Linked DNA regions of Cricetulus griseus: region 1 is linked to region 2. A link is a contact called in public Hi-C data. All regions are on one chromosome and are shown on one strand. The core of a region is the stretch at or near the end of the contact, and the rest is flanking DNA. Distances in the headings are between cores, read along the strand shown.

What was found. A called contact is a pair of places that touch in the nucleus more often than the background predicts.
Region 1: a Hi-C map of fibroblasts shows a contact between it and region 2, with 10 times the contacts expected there. The contact joins the enhancer-like site here to the promoter of LOC100754108 in region 2. A contact is called at or near these places in 6 of 8 Hi-C or Micro-C datasets (the CHK-Q cell line, the CHL-YN cell line, the CHO-K1 cell line and 2 more).

Annotation. Positions count from the first base shown.
Region 1 is chr2:33,190,533-33,193,232 of CriGri-PICRH-1.0, reverse strand. No RefSeq gene overlaps it. Among named protein-coding and RNA genes, the nearest start is that of Slc2a1, 120 kb to the right of the region's middle. Within about 2 kb of position 1,397, at least 1 of the 6 cell types and tissues checked has open chromatin away from gene starts, as enhancers often do. A contact at or near this core is called in fibroblasts, where this site is marked.
Region 2 is chr2:32,928,743-32,931,442 of CriGri-PICRH-1.0, reverse strand. LOC100754108 reads right to left here and starts at 1,304. Exons shown (of 4, transcript XM_027399093.2): 1 at 1,049-1,304; 2 at 817-932. The coding sequence starts at 1,127. It overlaps P3h1 (prolyl 3-hydroxylase 1), which reads left to right and starts at 1,382. Exons shown (of 16, transcript XM_027399090.2): 1 at 1,382-1,909. The coding sequence starts at 1,436.

The sequences.
Region 1 (2,700 bases), core at 148-2,647, 260 kb before region 2:
CAGACATTTAAAAGGGCCAAATGAATACCTAACTCCACCATGTTCACAGACTGGATGGCTCAATGCTGTAAAAATGGCATGGTTCCCCAAACTAATCTATAAATTCAATACAAATCCAATAACAATTCTAACTGTCTCATTCCATTTCTGACTTTCCAGTCTCATTCAAGGAGTTTGTAAGAAATAGGAAGGGGAATTCCTGGAAAGAAGCTGTGACCACAAGCGCTGACCAACTAACTGACAGAGAACTTCAGTGACATGGAGAGAATGTGGCAAGTCCTGAGCCATATTATCTTGGAGCATCTTTACCCTCTCAATAGCCACTTGCCACACTCCTCTGTGTGTGACCTAACATCTTTGTGACCGTCAGAGAATCCTTTGGTTGTACAGACCCCTGGGCCCCTAGTTTCCTAACCAAAAGGCTAAGAACACCATCCGACAGCATGAGGCTTATAGCTGGATCCCTCCGACTTGGCTGCCACCTGCGTGATGTTCCCACCAAAGTAAATGAAAAGCGTCTTGATCTGTTCTTTTGTTCTGTTCCCATAGAACTTCATCAATATGTTAATCAAGTTGGACCGAAGTATTTGTGGAAACCTAAATCTATGTTCTCAGGCTATGGTCTCTCATACTTGGTTCCATATCTTTTGTTCCTTTGAGGGAGGGCTGTTTCTTAGAACAAAGATACTGACATTGCCAAGATGCTCATGACCTTTAGGAAACACCTAGTAGGGCCTGGAGAGATGACTCGGTGCTCAGCTAAGAGCACTGGCCGCTCTTCCAGAAGACCTCGGTTCAGTTCCCAGCACCCACATGAAGGCTCACAACCATCTGCATCCCCAGTTTCGGTGGCTCTGGCCTCTGCAGACACAAATGTGGTGCACAGACATGATTGCAAGCAAAACACCCAGACATATATAAAATAAAGTCAAATAAAAGTTTTTTCCCTTTTATTTTTTTATTAATTTATTTTTTACATTCCAATCCCAGTTCCCCCTCCCTCCTTTCCTCCTGCTCCCTCCACTTCCCCTCTCACCCTACCTGCCTTCTGCTCCCTGATGAGCATAAGGCCTCCCCTAGGAAGTCTACTAAGTCTGTCCCATCATCTGGTTGAGGCAGGACCAAGGCCCCTCTCCACCCCTCACACCCCGAAAGATTTTTTTTTTTTTTTAATTAAGACGAAAAGCTTTTGGAGAAGCAAAGGGGAAGCCTTCAGCAGTAGTTTTGAGGTGAGGTTAAGCAACATTGTAATAAATTTGGGGGTTATCTTGGTTTTTTGCTCAGACCTTTTCTCTAAATTTAGTTAGGATTTCATAACATTGCCACAAGATTAGGCAAGCCGGCCAGGAATTTGAGTATAAACCAGCCTCATAACCACAATCACGCAGGAACTGCCCTGAGGACTGGTCACTCGAAAGGAAATTCTTTTAAATTGCATTTCCTCTTTACACTTCTCACATCCTCAGTTCAGAGAAGAAAGTAGAACTCAGCCAGACGTGGTGGCACATAGTGGCATGTGCCTGCCATGCCAGCACGTGGGAGGTAGAGGCTCCCGAGGAGCCTGTATCAAAGAAAAGCAGTACATGTACAATAGGGCAGGGCAGTAAAGACTGCAGTTCTGAACTCGGGGTGGGAAACGGTTCTCCCCCACAAGCCAACTTCTATCCGGCAAAGCAGTTCCTCCCAGGAGGATGTGGGCAAAGGCTTACAAGATTTTGTAATGTCCCAACTCCCCATCCTAAAACATCACTAACAAAGTCTCTTGTTACTGCTCTGAACAGAAATAGTTTACAGAGGGGCCTGGGACGTCACAGGAGGCAACCAAAAGCTTTTCAAAAGCAACTCTGACATGCAGGAAATGAACCAAAACTGTGGGATTCCCGACAGGAAATCAAAGCAGGAATCTGTGCTCTTCTGAAAAACTGCCAACTTGATGTCAGTCAGGAAACCCACGCAGTGTGACCCTAACACAATTGGTTTCAGGGGTGCCGGGGTCCCATGGAGACTTGATTTCCAGGCTTGTGGGATGGCTGAGGGAGTAGAGGTGTTCACTGTGCAAGCCTAACAATGTGGTTCAGCTCCTAAAGCACACAGTGGAAGGAGAGAATGGACTCCCACAAGCTGTCCTCTGACCTCCTCACACACACTGTGGGGTGTGCACACAAGATCAATAGTGAGTGTGTTTTTTAATTAGTTTTTCCAACTACAGTAGGGTCACTAAAAGTATATCATCGTCAAGTGTGCCTGGGCATCCCCATAGCTTCCTATGTTCGGTGATTCAACTAAGATCTGGTAGGCATCCTGGGGTTGTTCCCAGCCTGGCCAGCCTGTACTTCTCCCTTCTCCCTCTGGAAAGCTCTCCCTCCTTTGCAGGACACTTTTTTTTTTTTAATTTTGGTTTGGTTTGGTTTTCAAGACAGGGTTTCTCTAGCGGGTCGGTGGTGACACACGCCTTTAATCCCAGCACTCGGGAGGCAGAGGCAGGGGCATCTCTATGAGTTCGAGGCTAGCCTGCTCTACAGAGCAAGTTCCAGGACAGGCTCCAAACTACAAAGAAACTGTGTCTTAAAACACCAAGAAAAAAAAAAAAAAGACAGGATTTCTCTATGTAGCCCTGAAGCTCACTGTGCAGACCTTGCTGGCCTCAAACACCCAAAGACTTACCTGCTACTGCCTCCAAGTGCTGGGACTAAAGGCGTG
Region 2 (2,700 bases), core at 55-2,554:
GTTTTCTCTTAGACTAGGAGCTCTCCCACCTCAAACCTCTCATTTTACAGACTGGACCACCAGAGAGAAGCAATCTGTCCAAAGCTAATGTGTCCAAACTTATGCCTTTTCCCTTATCTTGCATATCTTCTTTATTCTACCTGTTACAGTAACCCATAACTAAGCTCTGGACATAGAAATACTGTATTCATTGGAATTCAGTAGGTGTAGCAGCCACACCCCTGTAACAACCCAGCATTTGGGACACTGAATAGGAAGCCAGTCTGGGCTATCCAACAAGATGAAACTGTCTCCGGTTTTTGTTGTTCTTGTTTTAATCTAAAGTGGGGATTTTACCCTATGCCTTTTTGCAGGTGGTACTGAGGATCAAATTCAACCTAGGCAAGTGTAACCACTAAGCTACACCCCCGGCACCAATTGTTTAAAGGAAGGAGAAAGCATATATTCAAGTCCCACAAGCTCTTAGGTAACAGATAAAGATTTTACGGGAAGCAGCACAAAATAATTGACTATTGAAGAATTTGGGATAATCTGGGATAGAAGCAGAGCTTGGTGGCGCCCGCCTATAATCCCAGGACTCCGGAGGCAGAGGCAGGTGGAACTGAGTTGGAGACCAGACTAGTCTAACAGTGGGTTCCATGATAACCCTGTATCAAAAACAACTGCAACAAAGAACTGGGGAGAGTGATCCTCTTCGTGTGTGAAATGAAATGGTAACCCGTACTTCCGAGCTCACTGGCTGACCTAAAGTGCAGATGAAATGTAAGGTCAGAGCTCAAAGACGCAGGGTAAAATACGGAGACAGCTATTCCTCACCTTTTGCACCTGCTCGGCGAGCGCCACGAGGTCTAAAGGGTCCCCGACCCTGTTGGTGTGGTAGGGGCTCACCAGAGCCAGGCCTCCGGGGGTCGGGGTGAGCTCCACCAGGGCTCCTGCGACACACACCCGGGAACACGGGCGTAAGTTGTAGCCCTCAACCTCCCGCGAGGCAGCAGAGACCAGCCACCCGGCTGCAACCGTATCCCCAGGTCAACCCAGTCCCACCTACCTCCAGGACCCGCCGCCTGCTGCACCCCCGGACTTGCCGTGCCTTTTTCCAACGGGCCGGGAGTCGCCGGGTCCTCCATGACAGCCCTTCAGCCCCACGGCCAGCGGCGGATGGTGTGGGGGGAGGAGCTCAGTCCGAGCGCAGGCGCACAACAGCTTGTGGGCGGAGCTTTCTCATTCGCGGGCCATTGAACGGCGTGCCTGAGCTTGGAGGCGGAGCCCCACGAAGAGCCGGTGTTCGGATTGGCTGAAAGCAAGAGGCGAGGCAAGCTTCCTGGCCACGGACTCCTGGACTGAGGCGTGGCTCGTCTCTGGCCGTGGCTTCTGTGGGGCGGGACTCTGGATTGTGCCCAAGGCGAGCTGTCCCGTTAAGTGAAGGAGCAAGGCCATGGCGGTGAGCGCCAGGAGGCTGCTGGCCGCGCTGCTGGCGGTCGCCGCAGCTGCCTCCTCGCGGGCCGCAGAGGAGTCTGAGCCGGGATGGGACGTGGCAGCCCCTGACCTGCTTTACGCAGAGGGGACCGCCGCCTACGCGCGCGGGGACTGGCCCGGGGTGGTCCTGAGCATGGAGCGGGCGCTGCGCTCGCGGGCCGCCCTGCGAGCCCTCCGCCTGCGCTGCCGCACACGCTGCGCGGCCGAGCTCCCGTGGGCTCCTGACCTCGATCTCGGCCCGGCCCCCAACCTAAGCCAGGACCTGGGCGCTGCCGCCCTGAACGACCTGCGCTTCTTTGGGGCCCTGCTGCGCCGTGCCGCCTGCCTGCGCCGCTGCCTCGGGCCGCCCGCTGCCCACTTGCTGAGCGAAGAGCTGGACCTGGAGTTCAACAAGAGGAGTCCCTACAACTACCTGCAAGTCGCCTACTTCAAGGTGCGACTGGCCCGGAGCCCGGCGGCCCGAGGCGACCTGAGGAACTCGGGGAGCAGAGCAGGGACCAGTCTGCAGGGAGGAAAGGGGCCTCTTGGCTAGGGAACTCTTGGCGGACTCGGGGCGCTTCATCCGGTTCTTATGGGCAGATGCTAACCCTAAAGGTCCAGCCAGTAGTGACAGGCCAAGCCGAGAAGAATCTGACCTTTCCTTCTGGAAAGGCTTCCTAGAGGGAACCGAGGCATCGGTTTGGGTCTCCTAGCCCTACTTCATTGCAAGTATCCAAGTGAGAAGCTAGGCAGGCACTTCTGCAGCATCTTCCTTCCGGTTGGTTCTCCAATCATGCTTTTCCTGCTCCCGAATCCAAGAGTAGCGCTTTCAGGACGTGGGATTGCCACGTCGCCAGCAGGGGCTGCCTCGCTCCTCCTGTGGAGGACCCACTGGCTAGTATGTCAGTTTTTGGTTTTGTTGTTGTCGTTTGTTTTTTGTTTTTAAAGAAAATGATTGTCTTTAGGGATGCCACAGCGCTTTAAGGCAAAGTCAACTAACAGGCTTGGAGCACCAGGTGACTGGCAGCATGTATTTCCAGGACTCAAAAGCACTTTGCGTTTTTTTTAAAACTGATTTGCCTTGAAACAGAATCCTTTGAATAGATGCTATTAATCTCTTGGGAGCGGGGGTGGGGGAGGCTCGCACGCAGACTGTGTATCTACAATCGTTTGGCAGACCTTCAATTCTACCTAAAAGAGACTTAAAGGCTCTTGGGGACCTTAGATTTCTGCTTATTCCCTCTA